Linked DNA regions of Mus musculus: all the other regions are linked to region 1. The links are chromatin contacts, called in public HiChIP or PLAC-seq and promoter capture Hi-C maps. All regions are on one chromosome and are shown on one strand. The core of a region is the stretch at or near the end of the contact, and the rest is flanking DNA. Distances in the headings are between cores, read along the strand shown. Region 1 holds the start of Zbp1 (Z-DNA binding protein 1). Region 2 holds the start of Ctsz (cathepsin Z). Region 3 overlaps Gm46781 (a long non-coding RNA gene). Region 4 holds the start of Prelid3b (PRELI domain containing 3B).

Region 1 (3,086 bases), core at 221-2,720:
AGCTCAGCTCTTTAACCCAGCCTCAATGTCATCTTCCAGATGCCTGCCTGCCAACTCCAGAAGGCTTCCTCCCAGAGCCCTCCACCCCTGCTAGCTACCCAGCCTCCTCCTCCGTGTCTAACCCTGAGGATCCCCAAGTTCCACCTCATGTCCCTTCCAGCACGTCTGTCTGCTTATCCATGAGTCTGCCTCTACCTTTCTTTCTTTCCTCTTGTGACAAAGTCTAGCTCAGGCTAGCCTGGAACTCATAGCAATCCTCCTGCTTCAGCCACAGCCCCACCCCAGGGTGGGGCTGGGGGTGGGGGTGGAGGAGGAGGAGGGTGTTGGGGGAAGGATTATAGCACTGAGCATCTATTCCTGACTTGGCTTTGCCTTGCCTTGTAAAACCTTTGCTGGGGAGTGTGCCCTGTAGTGGCCTCTCCTTCATTCCTTTCTCCCACTGGCCCCTAGGGACACACAAGGCAGGCCAAGCCTTCTCCAAAGGGTGAACTTGAAGGACTGGTTGCAGGGTCTGAAAGTGGGACTTTGGAAAGCAGAAGGCTGCAGGTGACAGGCTGGAAAGGTTAGCAGTGAAAGGAAACCATGGGAACCAGGTGACCTTAGTTCTGGTCTTTGCTTGGCTCCTCCCTGATAGCTTTTGAGCAACCACTTCTAGTATGTTGAAATAAGAAATGATTTTCAGCTGGGCGTGGTGGCGCACGCCTTTAATCCCAGCTCTTGGAAGGCAGAGGCAGGCGGATTTCTGAGTTCGAGGCCAGTCTAGTCTACAGAGTGAGTTCCAAGACAGCCAGGGCTACACAGAAAAACCCTGTCTCGAAAAAACCAAACCAAACAAAAGCAAACAAACAAAAAACAAAAATGAAGTGCTTTTCAAAAGATGAAGAAGAAAAGCAGTGAACTAAATCCTGCCCACAGCATGGCAGCCTCACACAGCCCTGCACCCCGCAGCCTCCCATAGCCCAGAAGCCCCTAGACAGGGTATGTAGTCTCAGCAAGGGTTCAAATAGGGCAGGAGAAGAGCTTGAATGTAAAATCAAAGTCACATCTCCTTATCAAAGCAAAGTCCTCTCTTGAAATGACAGTTCGGAGCCCGAGGGCTGTCACAGGCCTTGGTGACCTCATCAATGAGGTAAGGTGACATGAAGGATCTGGGGCACAGGATCCTTGAAGCAAGCTGACTTCCCTGTGGTGACCTCAGAATCCTGTTGCTGTCTGGGCCAAGGAAAGAGCTAGGAGCCTTAGAAACATCAGCTGGGACCCACGCGAGGTGAAGGAAGAGGTTTAGCTTACCTCCTGTGCTCAAGTCAACAGGAGCTTCTGCCATGCTCACAGCAGCCTTGGGGCTCCTTTAGGGCAGGGGGTGGCAGTTTCTGGCACTGTGGTCAGGCCTGGGGCTCTGAATCCACAGGCAAGAATGGCTGCTTGGACCTGCAGGCACCAGCTGTTACCATCCCGGAAACAAATACCCATCTGGCTCCATCCCCTCCCCGCCCTCCAGCTTTTCAAAGAAAGAGAAAATGAAACTTTGGTGTGGTTCTCGGAAAGAAAGGGTGTCGAAATCGAAATTGAAATCGGGGTGGGTGAGCAAGCTGGAGTTGGATGACTGTGTGACAGAGAAGAGAGGAGTCTTGGCCTCTGGGGTGGAGACTGGTCTCCCACCGGGAGAGCTCTATCTGAAGAGAACTCTGTGAAAGCCCTGTGAGGAGGAAGATAGATCTAGGAAAAGGCACCTACTGTGCCTCCCCCACATGCCCACAGGCAGGTGTAGTACCATCTACTCACATACCTTCTAGAAAAAGAGCCCCTTTTCTCACTTTCATAAATTCTCAGTGACCCGTGAACAGCTCAGACACTTCTCTGTTCCATATTACGTAAGAGGGGATCGGGGCTCACAGAGATGGCCTTGTGTCCACCACTCAGCTCACAATAATCCCAGAATCTGGGTCCCGGCTACAGGGTGGAGGTGGGGTGAGTGCAGAGGCCATGATCTTGGGACCTCTGTACCTGTCTGGTGTGCAGGTCACTGGTGCACAGGGCAAGACAGCAGCAGTCGTTGGAGACTAGAAGGAGGTGATGTGCCTGGAGGATGTCTGCCAAGCAAGCAGGAGGTGGCAGGTCCCCAGTCAGCTTCACCTTACAGAACCTGAAAGGGTCACCAAGGGACCAAGACCAGGCCAGGTCTACACAGCTTAGGATGGGCCTGTGCATGGGAAAATATTAACATTTCCAAGTGATTTTTTTATGACTTCCAGGGAGGAAAAACAGTGCCTGCAGAGCCAGCCAAGGAAAACAGAAACCGCACTGCCTGTTGCCACCCAAAATAAATAAAGTCGCTTTTAAATGAACTCTCAGCTGGCCCCATTGAGGGACACTGCCCAGGTTCCCTAGAGGCGCCATTTGAAAACTGACCACTAGGTGGCGCATGCTCACCAACCGCCTCTTGCCCAGGGGGTCTTGCTTGGTCCCTAACCAAGGTGGCTCCAGACTTAGCAGGGCTTCAGGACATGCCCTCCTCACTCCTTTCTTCAGCATTTTCCTCTTCCCTTCCCTTCCCTTCCCTTCCCTTCCCTTCCCTTCCCTTCCCTTCCCTTCCCTTCCCTTCCCTTCCTTACATTAGCTGACCTGCCTGGAAGGAGTCAGAGCCTCCTAGGTCAGTGACTCTCAACCATCCTAACTCTGCACGTCGTTGTGATCCCCACCATAGAAATGATTTTCATCAACACTTTGTAACCATAATTTTGCTATTGTTATGAAACATAATGTAAAGATCTGTGCTTTCTAATGGTCTTAGGTAGCCCCTGTGAAAATGCCACTTGACTCCTCCAGAGTACTCTACACATAATAAAGAAATGTTAAAAAACAAAAGATTTATTTATTTATTTCATGTATATGAGTGCTCTATCTGCATGTACCGTGTATACCAGAAGAGGGCATCAGATTCCCTTACAGATGGTTGTGAGCCACCATGTGGTTGCTGGGAATTGAACTCAGGACCTCTGGAAGAGTAGTCAGTGCTCTTAACCACTAAGCTATCTCTCCAGCTCCAATAAATAAATTCTTTTTAAAAAAATTGAAAAGGAAATCTT
Region 2 (3,307 bases), core at 43-2,542, 1.2 Mb after region 1:
CATGTTCACCTCAAATGCCAGCTGCTACTGAGAAGCAGTTTCACTTCCACGCCCCACAAACCAACTGTGAACTCAGTGATTTTGCAACACCGGTCCCATGGTTCTCAATGGCTGAAGTCACAAGTTCTGAGGAAGGGAAGGTTCCTGGGAGCCACTTGTCACCAGATTCCAGCCCAAGCCTGTCCCACAGAGGCCCTAGTAGGCCCACAGGAGAGAACTCCAGAATGACACAGCCACCTCACTCTGGCTGAGGGGAAATCCAAGTCTGAATCATGGTACAGGGCCATGGGCCCCTGTAGCCCCGGGCTATGGCTATCATGGCTCACCTAAAGGTAGATTGGATGGTGAAGTGCAGCCACCCACCTGGCCAAGATACTGGCCCTGCCCTAGGCTTAGCATGGAGCGCCAGGCCACCTACCTGCCATGGCACTGGTGCTGCCGTGGGCCCAGCAGGAACCACAGTACTGTGGGATGTGCTGGTTCCTGGTGACGCTGGCATAGTTGACACCGTTCACATTTCTCCAGTCCCAATTCTTGGGGAGATCCGCTGGGGACAGGTACTCATGCGGCCGAGGATAAGTCCTGGGAGGACATCATGGCAATGGAAACCAACTCTGGAACGCATAGGGCCTCCCCTCTCCCTACCCCCACCAGGGCCACAAATCCAGTCATTTCTCCTGTTGGCCTTCTTCCCAAACTGTGGTCGGTTCAGAACTTGACCCAGAAGAGCCACCAGCAGAACCCAGGACTATTGGAAGCTGAATGTGACAGAGCATCTCCGAAATACGCTAATGCTCACTAACAAAGGCAGTAGAGGCGAGAACTGCCCAAACCAGCAAACCCCAGAGCTCCCCGGATGTGAAAATCATCCCAAAAGGAAGGGATGGGATTTGTGCTTCCCAGGCCTAATGAGGGAGGATGGGGCAAGGTCCCAAGTGTCAGGGGGTGCGCGCCTGGCCTAGAAGTTGACCCTTTTCCTCCCTAGGCACAGCCCCGCGCCCACCTGCGCCCCAGCAGAGCCAGCTGGTCCCCGCGAATGGGATGGTAGCAAGTCTGGCCCGAGCGGAAGTAGAGTCTGGCCCGTGCCGCACTCGCCAACAGCAACATCAGCAGCACCAGGGGCAGCTGCTGCACCGACCCCGACGACGCCATGCTCCTGCTCCGGGCCAATTCGGATCCTGGATCACGCGCAGCACCTTCGACCTCTTGACCCGACCCGCAGGCCCACGCGCTCGGGACGCCCCGCCCGGTCCTTTAGGAGGCGCCCAAGTTGGACACACCCCGAGGGCGGGGCCTTCCCCGCTGCTCCTGCCCCCGCCCCGCCCCGCTCGGCAGCCCCCAGGAGATAATCTGCCTCACTAGGAATCAAACAACCGGATCAGCAGAACCTGGGGTCACACAACCAGACCCCAGACCTGACAGTGCCACCAGCCATTGTGATAACACGGACTGACAGCAAAACTTAAGTTTACTATTCAGAGACCCAGGCATCCTGGAGCAGGGTAGGGCTCAGCAGGCTTCCATTGGCCCACTCAGCCCAGATTCTTTTGTTTCTCTGCTCTGGAGTGTGGTGCAGTGTCCCATTAGGTTAGGTCTCCCTAGGAGCGCACAGAGATATCCTGAGGCTGGAAGAAGGTGTGGGTCATACCCAGCATTGGACTCTAGCCTGGCTTTCTGAGCCCCTCCTCTCCACCCCCCAAGACCCAGGCTTTTCCTGAAGAGACAGCTCTCCTTCACAGAGAAGGATCCTTCCAGGATTACTCTTTTCTTTTTTCTTTTTTTTCTTTTTTTTCACTTGGCACATATATCGTGAGTCCCTGGGGTTCTGGAAAGGGTCCCTGCTAACCAGACTCTTCCAAGATGAGGAACTGAGAAAGAAGTGGGACCTGGCCAGCCTAGGTTTCGTAATGGGAGAATTTCCCCTTCCCCCTGTGCCCCGTGAGCTATTGTCAGCAGTCCCAGGCCACAAAGCTATCTCTTCTTCTGTAAGAAACATCCCCTGGTGTTTTATCTCAGGCTCTCTCCAGGTGGTGGGTGTGAGATTCCTGATGCGCGATGGCCAGTGGGGCTACAGCCATTCCTCTGTCTGTGGATAGGGGCAGTCAGAAATCATAATGGCTGTCTTGCTGCCTGCCTTTCCAGATCACCCAGGATTCCAACAAGACTCAAAAGCCTGCTGGATACCTCCTGTCAGAGAGCAGAACAAGACCTCAGAAGCAAACTTGGGGCTACCCTTAACAACGCAAGAGTTTTGTTCCCTGTTGCTATAAAGTAGTCACGGAGGCAAATGAACACTGGCATCTGTATGTTGAAATCTTTCATCCTGGGGGGTCATGGCAACCTCTCCCTTCTGCTGGGTGGTAAGTAGCCTGGTAGGAATGAGGGCCTCCCAAGGCCCAGGCAGAGACCTGAGTTCCCTAAGCCAGTTCTCCCCAGTAGTGACCATGCATTGACCTTAGAGCCCTTCGGTCCACTCTGGGGGAGTGTCGCCTCCCACGTGGGTTCCACATGGGCTCTCTCTCGCAGGAAGGGGACAATTGGTCTTGGCGATTCTATGGCATCCCACAGGCAAGGTCTAGTGAAGAGCACAATAGGGCAGCAGCGTTTATCGGGAGAGTGTGTACTCAGTGTGCTCACGGTCCCAAGTTCAATCCCTGGCACAGATAACGAGCAAATGAATGAGTGGAGTTTTAAAATTAACAAAATATACACTTTAAATAATGTGTCGTCTATGTGTGCCTATATGTTATATGTGTGCATGAGTCTGGGTGTCCTTGGAGGCCGGAAGAGCATACCCAGCACCATGGAACTGGAGTTAGAAGCTGCTGTGAGCCAATAGATGTGGGTGCTGAGAACAGAGCTCTGGCCCTCTGGAAGGGCAGTCTGTGTGCTCAACTTCTGAATTAGTTAATTAGCTAATTAATTAATTAAAATGAATGAAAGGAAGGAAAGAAGGAAGAAAGGAAGAGCTGAAAATATTTTGTGAGTAACAGAGGTTGTCGTCCCCCCCCCAGAAGCCAGCCAGGGGCGGCTTTTCTTCTTCTTCTTCTTCTTCTTCTTCTTCTTCTTCTTCTTCTTCTTCTTCTTCTTCTTCTTCTTCTTCTTCTTCTTCTTCTTCTTCTTCTTCTTCTTCTTTTTTTAAGGCTCTCTGGCAAAGTTTTATTAAAGGAAAACTTTCTTGTTTACTTCTCACCAGTCTGTTCTGGCGTGCTTCTAATAATATCAGAATCACCTGGGTCAATGATAGCCAGTGTGCATACGCTGTAGTATTTTCCACACGCTGTACCCAGTTCAATATTAGTGCCAC
Region 3 (3,091 bases), core at 125-2,624, 1.4 Mb after region 1:
TCACTGTAGATTCATAGGCCTGAGTGTGTTTTAGCCCCTACACACCTCAAGTTCCCTGGCCACTTTCTTTCAGTCCTCCTCTGAAGCACCTTCGACCTAGGAGAAGGGGGCTAGATGGATGCTATAGGCGGGGCACACTGTTCATGAGGGACAGATGCGAAGGACAGGTCTCCATTAGTTATGAAATCCTCTGGTCCCTTCTAGGCTAGCCATACTTGAACCACAGGTACACAGTTACATCTTGGTGAAGCCAAGAGGAAAATGGTTTTTCGAGGTGCCTGGCCTCTGTTGGAGGTCTGACCATAGCATGCCATTAGCAACCTGTGAGAGCCCAAGGGGTTACTTCAGTGCCCCAGCTGCTGTGGATGCTTAGGGTTTAACCATTCACATGGAAGCAGACATGGTGGAAACATATGTTCCCAGAAGGAAGATCTGTCTCATGAAGGTGGTGGGGGCAGGGAAAAGTGATGCCTTGTGTTACGTCATCTTTGCAACTTGCCCGAAGGGTGGGGCCTGCCCAGTGCTACTTTATGGGAAGAATGTGGAGTCTTGTGTTTTAAGTTTTGGATTTTTATCTCTCAATACACTCCATGATCTATCCTCTGGTCTTACCGTACAATTCCTCTTCTTCACAAATCTCGAAGGAAACTGTCACTCTTGGGTGAGCCACATGTTTTCTAATAGTGTCCCTGTTCCCCAGGGTGAAAAGCTTGTCCTGGCAAAGCCCTTAGATGCAGAGCTCTCCCTAGTTACCACACATGGCTCATAGGCAAGCTTGACGGGCGTTCTCTAGTCTTTCCTGGTTCTCAGGTAGCCTAGGATGGTCCGGAACGTGCTACATAGTTGAGAATGACCTAGACAGTCTGATCTTCCTGCTGCCACCTTCTGATGGTGGGATGACAGGTGTGCTATGCACTCTGCAGATCACAAACCCAGGGCCTGATGCATGCTAGACAAGCGCTCTACCAACTGAGCCACACTTCCATCCCTGGCTCCTTCAGTCATGGCTCTGAGGAGCCAGTAGAACTGGGGCTTAACCTCAGATGCTGAGCTCTGCCCCATCCTGCATGGTGCCTAGCTTAGATAAAGACTTAAAGACTGTAATGGAGTAAGTCTAGCATCATACCGAATATGAATCAAGGAAAGCAGAATGCAGCCTGACGGAGAGCTCTCTGTAGATAACCATGGGGCTGGATTCCTGCTCCAGCCCCTGGACTGACACAGCCTGGCCCACATGCAGCCCCCTTCCACCACCAGCCCTCCCGCCCCAAGCTGTAGCCCCTGCCACAGCTTGCCTCTTCCTCTGTGACCTGCCACAGGCCTCACATCCTGTGAGGAGGCCCTAGAAACCAGTTCTGTTGATGAAAACACTCGCGCTCTTCACCACAGGAAGCATGGGCCTCACGTTCACAGTGATAACCGCCCAGTCTCTTCACAGAGAGTAGAGGGGAGCACAGACTAGCTTTGTACCTAGATTAGGAAGCATGTGTTCCCTCCCCTCCCCCTCAACAATTCTCAATTCACCTCACATGAAGCCTCCTGCCCCCCCTGCTTCCTATCCGAGAGTAGGAAGCAGGACATTTGGGAAACAGAGACCATGTCCCCCAGAGCTTTGTAAGAACAGTAAGAAAACAGGATATTAGTAATGACAGGAGCCCCCTGGCCTCGGCCCCAGGTAAGGCGTTTAGATAAAAATCTAGGACACCCGGCTAAATTTTAAATTTCAATTAAACAGTGACTATTGTCTTGATACAAGAAGGTCGTATAGAAGCAGTTCTTCCTAAAACACTACTCAACTGTTCCCAGGAAATATCAATTTAACTAAGAGTCCTGTAGTTTTGAGTTTGTGACAACTAGTCACTGAGGCCTAGGGAACCGACTTCTTCACCCAGAGGCCGTTCTGAGCCCTGTGCTGCAAATCAAGAGCTCCCTCCATGCAAGCAATACTTCACTCTGGACATTTTACATCGGGAGTTTTTGTACAGAGCTGTCTTGGTATGCATTGTCCAGAGGAGAAACTGAGGCTGTGAGGCTGTGCGAGTTGCTGAAGTGATCTGATCTGATCTGCCAGCTCCTAGACCGTCTCCATGCGTAGTACTCACTGGCAGTGGGTGGGCGAGCGGCGGCGCCAACTTCAGAGAGGCAGTAATAACAGGTTAGCTTGGGAAAGCTCTGTGCAGAGATGGGAAGGGTTGTGTCAACACATGCAAATTATATGCAAATACACTTGGCCCTCCTGGCAGGCTCACCTAGGTGGGAGATCCATGAGCAGTCCCCCATTGCCCATGGGCTTCTAACAGGGGCAAGGGTAACAGGTTGATAGCCCCTTGTGTTCCCAGCGCACGTGGGCTGGGGTGAGTGCACACCCGAGTTCTCGTGTTCTCTCTTCTCGGATGTGGATGTGAGGGGGCTGGTGTGGAGGTGGATACATGAGGCTATGGGGCGTGGTGATGTGTGCGTGACCTGCCACCTTGATCTGTGTATTCCCAGCAAGCCACAGGGCTCCTGTCTCCTCAGATAACCTCCTCCAAAGCTTTGGTGTTGCTCTATGGAGAGAAGGAAGCATCCCCTTGGGACTGTGTCTACTGAGATGCCCTAGGACCAGAGAGAGTCCTTGGAGGATAATCCTTTTCTCAACAATACTACAATTAGCATTGATGCTATACCTGGCCCTGCGGCTAATGCTGTGTACTTAATTATCCAGGCCTGGGGTTTGTGTTGCCCTGAGGAAATTCAGTGGGTAGGTAGAGTCACTTGACCACACTTAATGGCAAAGTAAGCAGAGAACAAGTCCACAGCTGCTCCATGTTGGCCAGGTATCTTACCAGGAGCAGAAGAGTAAGCCATGCTGCATCCCGGTATGGACTCCCCACAGAAAGAAGATTCCATTGGGAGTTTATGTTAGTTGTGACAAAGGTTTTGTGCTTTTAGAGTTGGCATAGTGTGTTGGGAGATATTCTCCTGGGCAGGAGGCTGGGCTGAGGAGACAGCCAGGAGAGTAGCCTTCCTGGCTTTTCCACCTGGAAGTATGGGGGAAGGTCTCCACCAAAAGTCAACCTTACTTTTCTGAAAGTAAGAAAATGAGCCATGA
Region 4 (3,566 bases), core at 630-3,129, 1.3 Mb after region 1:
TGAGATGTGGCCTTGCTATGCTGTCCTGGCTGCCCAGCACACACTGTGTACCCGGATGTTCAGGCTAGCCTGATATTCATGGGAATTCTCCTGTCTCAGGCTCCCAAACTGTTAGGGTTACAGGCATGCAGCACCATCCTGGCTGACATACAGATCCTGGTGCCAAAGTGCATGTAGGCTGGGACTTTGGGTGGCCCAACCGGTCTGGATACAAGGCACTGCTGGGCTCCTCCCAGGGAGCAGTTGTGTATCTATCTTCTAGAAGACAGGTCCTTCAGCTTTCATCTACTCCAGAGGTCTGTGGCAAAAATAGACTAGGATCACCAACGACCGACTTTCATTGAACACATGCCGTTAGGAAAGGGAAGGGATGGATCCAAGGGTTGGGGTAGGGGGGGTGAGGGGGGAGGCAAGCCGAGGAAAGAGTATAGATGTAGAGAACCGTAAGGGAGGAACAAGTTCTAAGTTCTAAGGATGACACTTTGGGCCAACAGCTCTGAAGCAAAGCATTCAGATGTAGAAGAGGACTGGGGTCCAGAACCCCTTGTTCTGAAACAGACAGCATCCTAAGGACCACAGCCCCTCAGTCCCAGAAGTGGTACAAACGTTGAGAGTCCCTTCTAGTTCTAGTAGTTTGTCCTTTCTGGGACACAGCAGGTACTCAGATATGATCTACTATGTAAAACTTCTTTTACAATTACCCTCAGTAATCAGGATTGGCATTTGTAGATTAAAAGGCACCATAAAGCTATACTATTAAAACAGTGTGGCAACATTGGCCAAGTGAGTGAAGGAGCTCAGATCATCTGGAAGTGGTTTCGGATGTAAGTCAACAATAACTATGACAAGATGACATTGTAGAATAGAGCACAATAAATCAGTCAGAAAGGAGGGCTGGAACAAGGCGTAAACCAGTTATTTAGGTAGAAAGCTCTGTTGTTCTTGTGTGTGGCACCATGAACCTGGGTGGTATAATTCCCAACACCCCACTGACTCTGATCCTGTTTCCCACTATAAGTTCAGAGAACCATAAAGCTGTGACTGGATGTGATAGCAGACACTGGCTATCAGTCAGCTGTCATGGCTGAGAGGAATAGGAAACAGAGGTGACAAATTATCTGCAAGAGCAGGCCCTGGTCTCTAGATCAAGAGATCTTGATCAAGAAATCAAGAGATCTGCTCTCCAGATTGACTGTCATCAATGTTTGGCATCATGGTAGCATGAGCTGAGACCAACAGGAAGACACTCCACGTGGGTGGCCAGCTTTCTAGATGTCCGTGGGGGTGAGGGGCGCTATAACATGGGGGATTTCAGTCAGAACAACCCAGGTCACTCAGGCCATCATGCCATCACTGGGGTTCAGCCACGACACCGTGAGTCTGTCAGGTATCAGTCAGGGCACTCCAGCCACCACAAGCCGTCGGGGTTCAGTCAGGTCCCGGTGAGTCTGTCAGGTATCAGTCAGGAAACTCCAGGATACCCTGGATACGTCGGCGCTCAGGACACCCCAAAACCCTGTGAAGCCCTCGGGCCTCGTGCTCTGTGACCCCTGGAGTCACTTCCGGATCAGGCTCGACGGCCCGCTCTTGTCTTCCGTCAGTGGCGACGGTGTGGGAGGAATTCCCAGGCCTGGGGACAGGGAGCCCTAGCTCGGGTCGGGGTCGTGACCTTGGCGATCCCCCCGAGTCCCGAGCTCCGCTTGTCTCGCTACACCCGACGCCAGGAAGTTCCCCGAGGGCGCCGGAGGCGGGCGCCGCACCCACACTCACTCAAAGACGTGCTCCGAAGTCCAGATCTTCATGGTGCCAGCTGCCTGCCCGGTGTCCCTCAGTGTCCGGGGACAGTGAGGCACAGAAGTTCGCCGGCCCCGCCCCGTCCCGGCCGGCCGGCCTCGCAGCGCGCAGGCGCCGTCGAGCCAGGCGCTAGGACGCCCGGAAGTGCCATCCCGCGGCCTAGCCAAGCCGGGTTTGGCTCCGCCCCGCGGCGCAGTCCTGCCCAGTCTTCTTGGCTCAGAGCAACCAAGCCCCGCCCCCCATGCTCGGCGCAATCAAGTCCCTCCTTCGTGAAGGCTCAGTGCGCCGGCGCAGAGCCGAAAAGTGAGGCGGCCGGCCGGCGCCGCACTACGCATGCGCGGGCCTTGGCGGCGGGACTTTTTGGCTGGTTTGGCGGGTTGCTGATATGTGTCTAAAGTTCTCATTGGATGTGGCTGAGCCTGGCGGCGTTTGCCAGAGTACGGTTTTGTGGTGTGGTCTTAGAGAGTTAGTCCCACCTCTTCAATCTAAGCAGTGGGGTGGCGGGACAGGGGTGGTTTCAATCAGCACCCGTGCCCTTGCCAGCCCAGGGTTGGTTACCCTTGGTGGAACAGGCCACCCAGACAGGGCTGGACCAATTGCTCTACGGTCATAGGTCATCTCCATCACCATTTCTCAGTGATGCCCACGCCCTCCTGTGCCTCCACAACTTCCTGTTACATATTCCTCAGCAATTACCACTCTGGAGTCATCTTGTTTATCTGTTAGCTCCCATTGTAAGTCATCCCCCAGAAAGCCAGCCCTGGCCTGTCTCCATCATGGCACTCAGCACCTCTGGATAGCAGGGGTTTAAAGGTTATTGAAAATGAAATAGTTATTTGAGGAATGAATTAATTAGGCCATTTAGTTTATCTGCTTGACTTCTAGTCTGTAGGCACGTGAGGGTGAGGCTCTTGCTAGGCTTGTTCAGTGATTTCCTCCCTGTACCTAATAATTACAGATGACATTCGTGAGAGAATGACTAAGAAGTGAGGGGGCAGGAGCGGATGGCATGTGGTTCTATTCAGAGATGTGCCGGGTAAGATGGACGAACTGCTTGGCTTGGGTTTCAGGTGTAGCTTCCCACCTCTGCGCACCCTGTTCCCCGCATCCTGTGCCTCCCGACAGAACAATTTGCCTTTTGAAATGACAGTTGGAGGAAAATCTTTGCATCTCGGTACTTAAAGAGCTACTTAGAATTACCCTTTGTCCCTAGTTTGTTCAATTGTTAAAAACAAATAAAGCCAGGTTAATTTAGGAGGGTGGATCATTTTTTTTTTTAAAATAGCCAAAGCAGTTTATATTTTAAAAGATAGAAAAATTATATTAGACAGGAAGGAAATAATATGGTTGGTAGCTGCTAAGTGTAATTTGTTTTACCTGGGGGATTATATATATATATATTCAGTACTTTGAGTGATTTCTTGGGGAGATAATGTTTTAAGGGCTGCTGAGAGGGCCCCAGCCTTTGTTAAGATGTGAAGTTAGTGCTGTGTATTACTGGCTCTAGTGCAGTCACTACAGAACAGTCAGTCCCTGCTGCCCTAGAGCTTCATGAAGCTGTTCACCAGCTAGCTGGCCAGCCTCCTCTGCCTCCTCCTCCTCCTCCTCCTCCTCTTCCTCTTTTCTCTTTTCTTTCTTTGCCCCCAGTTCAAGATTTTTTCTTTGTCAAAGTCATACCAGAAAACTTACTTCTTTTCCATTGCTCTCCAAAACATGACTGTACCAGTCTACTGATTTTGCTTCCTTCATCTGGAGTGATGGGGATGGATCGT

Evidence for each region. Promoter capture Hi-C pulls out the DNA fragments that hold promoters and counts their contacts. HiChIP or PLAC-seq counts read pairs in DNA pulled down with a chosen protein or histone mark.
Region 2: a contact with region 1 is called in an H3K27ac HiChIP or PLAC-seq map of bone marrow-derived dendritic cells, with 12 times the contacts expected there. The contact joins the promoter of Ctsz here to the promoter of Zbp1 in region 1. A contact is called at or near these places in 4 of 39 promoter capture datasets (the 3T3-L1 cell line, liver and pre-B cells) and 1 of 115 datasets of contacts at active chromatin or transcription factors (bone marrow-derived dendritic cells).
Region 3: a promoter capture Hi-C map of pre-B cells shows a contact between it and region 1, with 4 times the contacts expected there. The contact joins the enhancer-like site here to the promoter of Zbp1 in region 1. A contact is called at or near these places in 3 of 39 promoter capture datasets (hippocampal neurons, liver and pre-B cells), 2 of 115 datasets of contacts at active chromatin or transcription factors (memory CD8 T cells and thymic regulatory T cells) and 1 of 9 other capture datasets (liver).
Region 4: a contact with region 1 is called in a promoter capture Hi-C map of liver, with 5 times the contacts expected there. The contact joins the promoter of Prelid3b here to the promoter of Zbp1 in region 1. A contact is called at or near these places in 5 of 39 promoter capture datasets (the 3T3-L1 cell line, hippocampal neurons, liver and 1 more), 1 of 484 Hi-C or Micro-C datasets (B cells) and 1 of 115 datasets of contacts at active chromatin or transcription factors (double positive thymocytes).

Annotation. Positions count from the first base shown.
Region 1 is chr2:173,217,452-173,220,537 of GRCm38.p6, forward strand. Zbp1 (Z-DNA binding protein 1) reads right to left here and starts at 1,471. Exons shown (of 8, transcript NM_021394.2): 1 at 1,291-1,471. The coding sequence starts at 1,324.
Region 2 is chr2:174,437,747-174,441,053 of GRCm38.p6, forward strand. It overlaps Ctsz (cathepsin Z), which reads right to left and starts at 1,293. Exons shown (of 6, transcript NM_022325.5): 1 at 1,004-1,293; 2 at 419-582. The coding sequence starts at 1,152. It also overlaps the pseudogene Rpl30-ps5.
Region 3 is chr2:174,601,102-174,604,192 of GRCm38.p6, forward strand. It overlaps Gm46781 (a long non-coding RNA gene), which reads right to left. Exons shown (of 2, transcript XR_003953979.1): 2 at 1,711-2,172. It also overlaps a transcript of Zfp831 not described here. Among named protein-coding and RNA genes, the nearest start is that of Gm46781, 4.4 kb to the right of the region's middle. Within about 2 kb of position 1,375, at least 105 of the 459 cell types and tissues checked have an H3K27ac peak or open chromatin away from gene starts, as enhancers often do. A contact at or near this core is called in memory CD8 T cells, pre-B cells and thymic regulatory T cells, where this site is marked.
Region 4 is chr2:174,471,062-174,474,627 of GRCm38.p6, forward strand. Prelid3b (PRELI domain containing 3B) reads right to left here and starts at 1,880. Exons shown (of 6, transcript NM_025531.2): 1 at 1,771-1,880. The coding sequence starts at 1,802. It overlaps Gm38546 (a long non-coding RNA gene), which reads left to right and starts at 1,950. Exons shown (of 2, transcript XR_867090.2): 1 at 1,950-2,528; 2 at 2,753-3,048.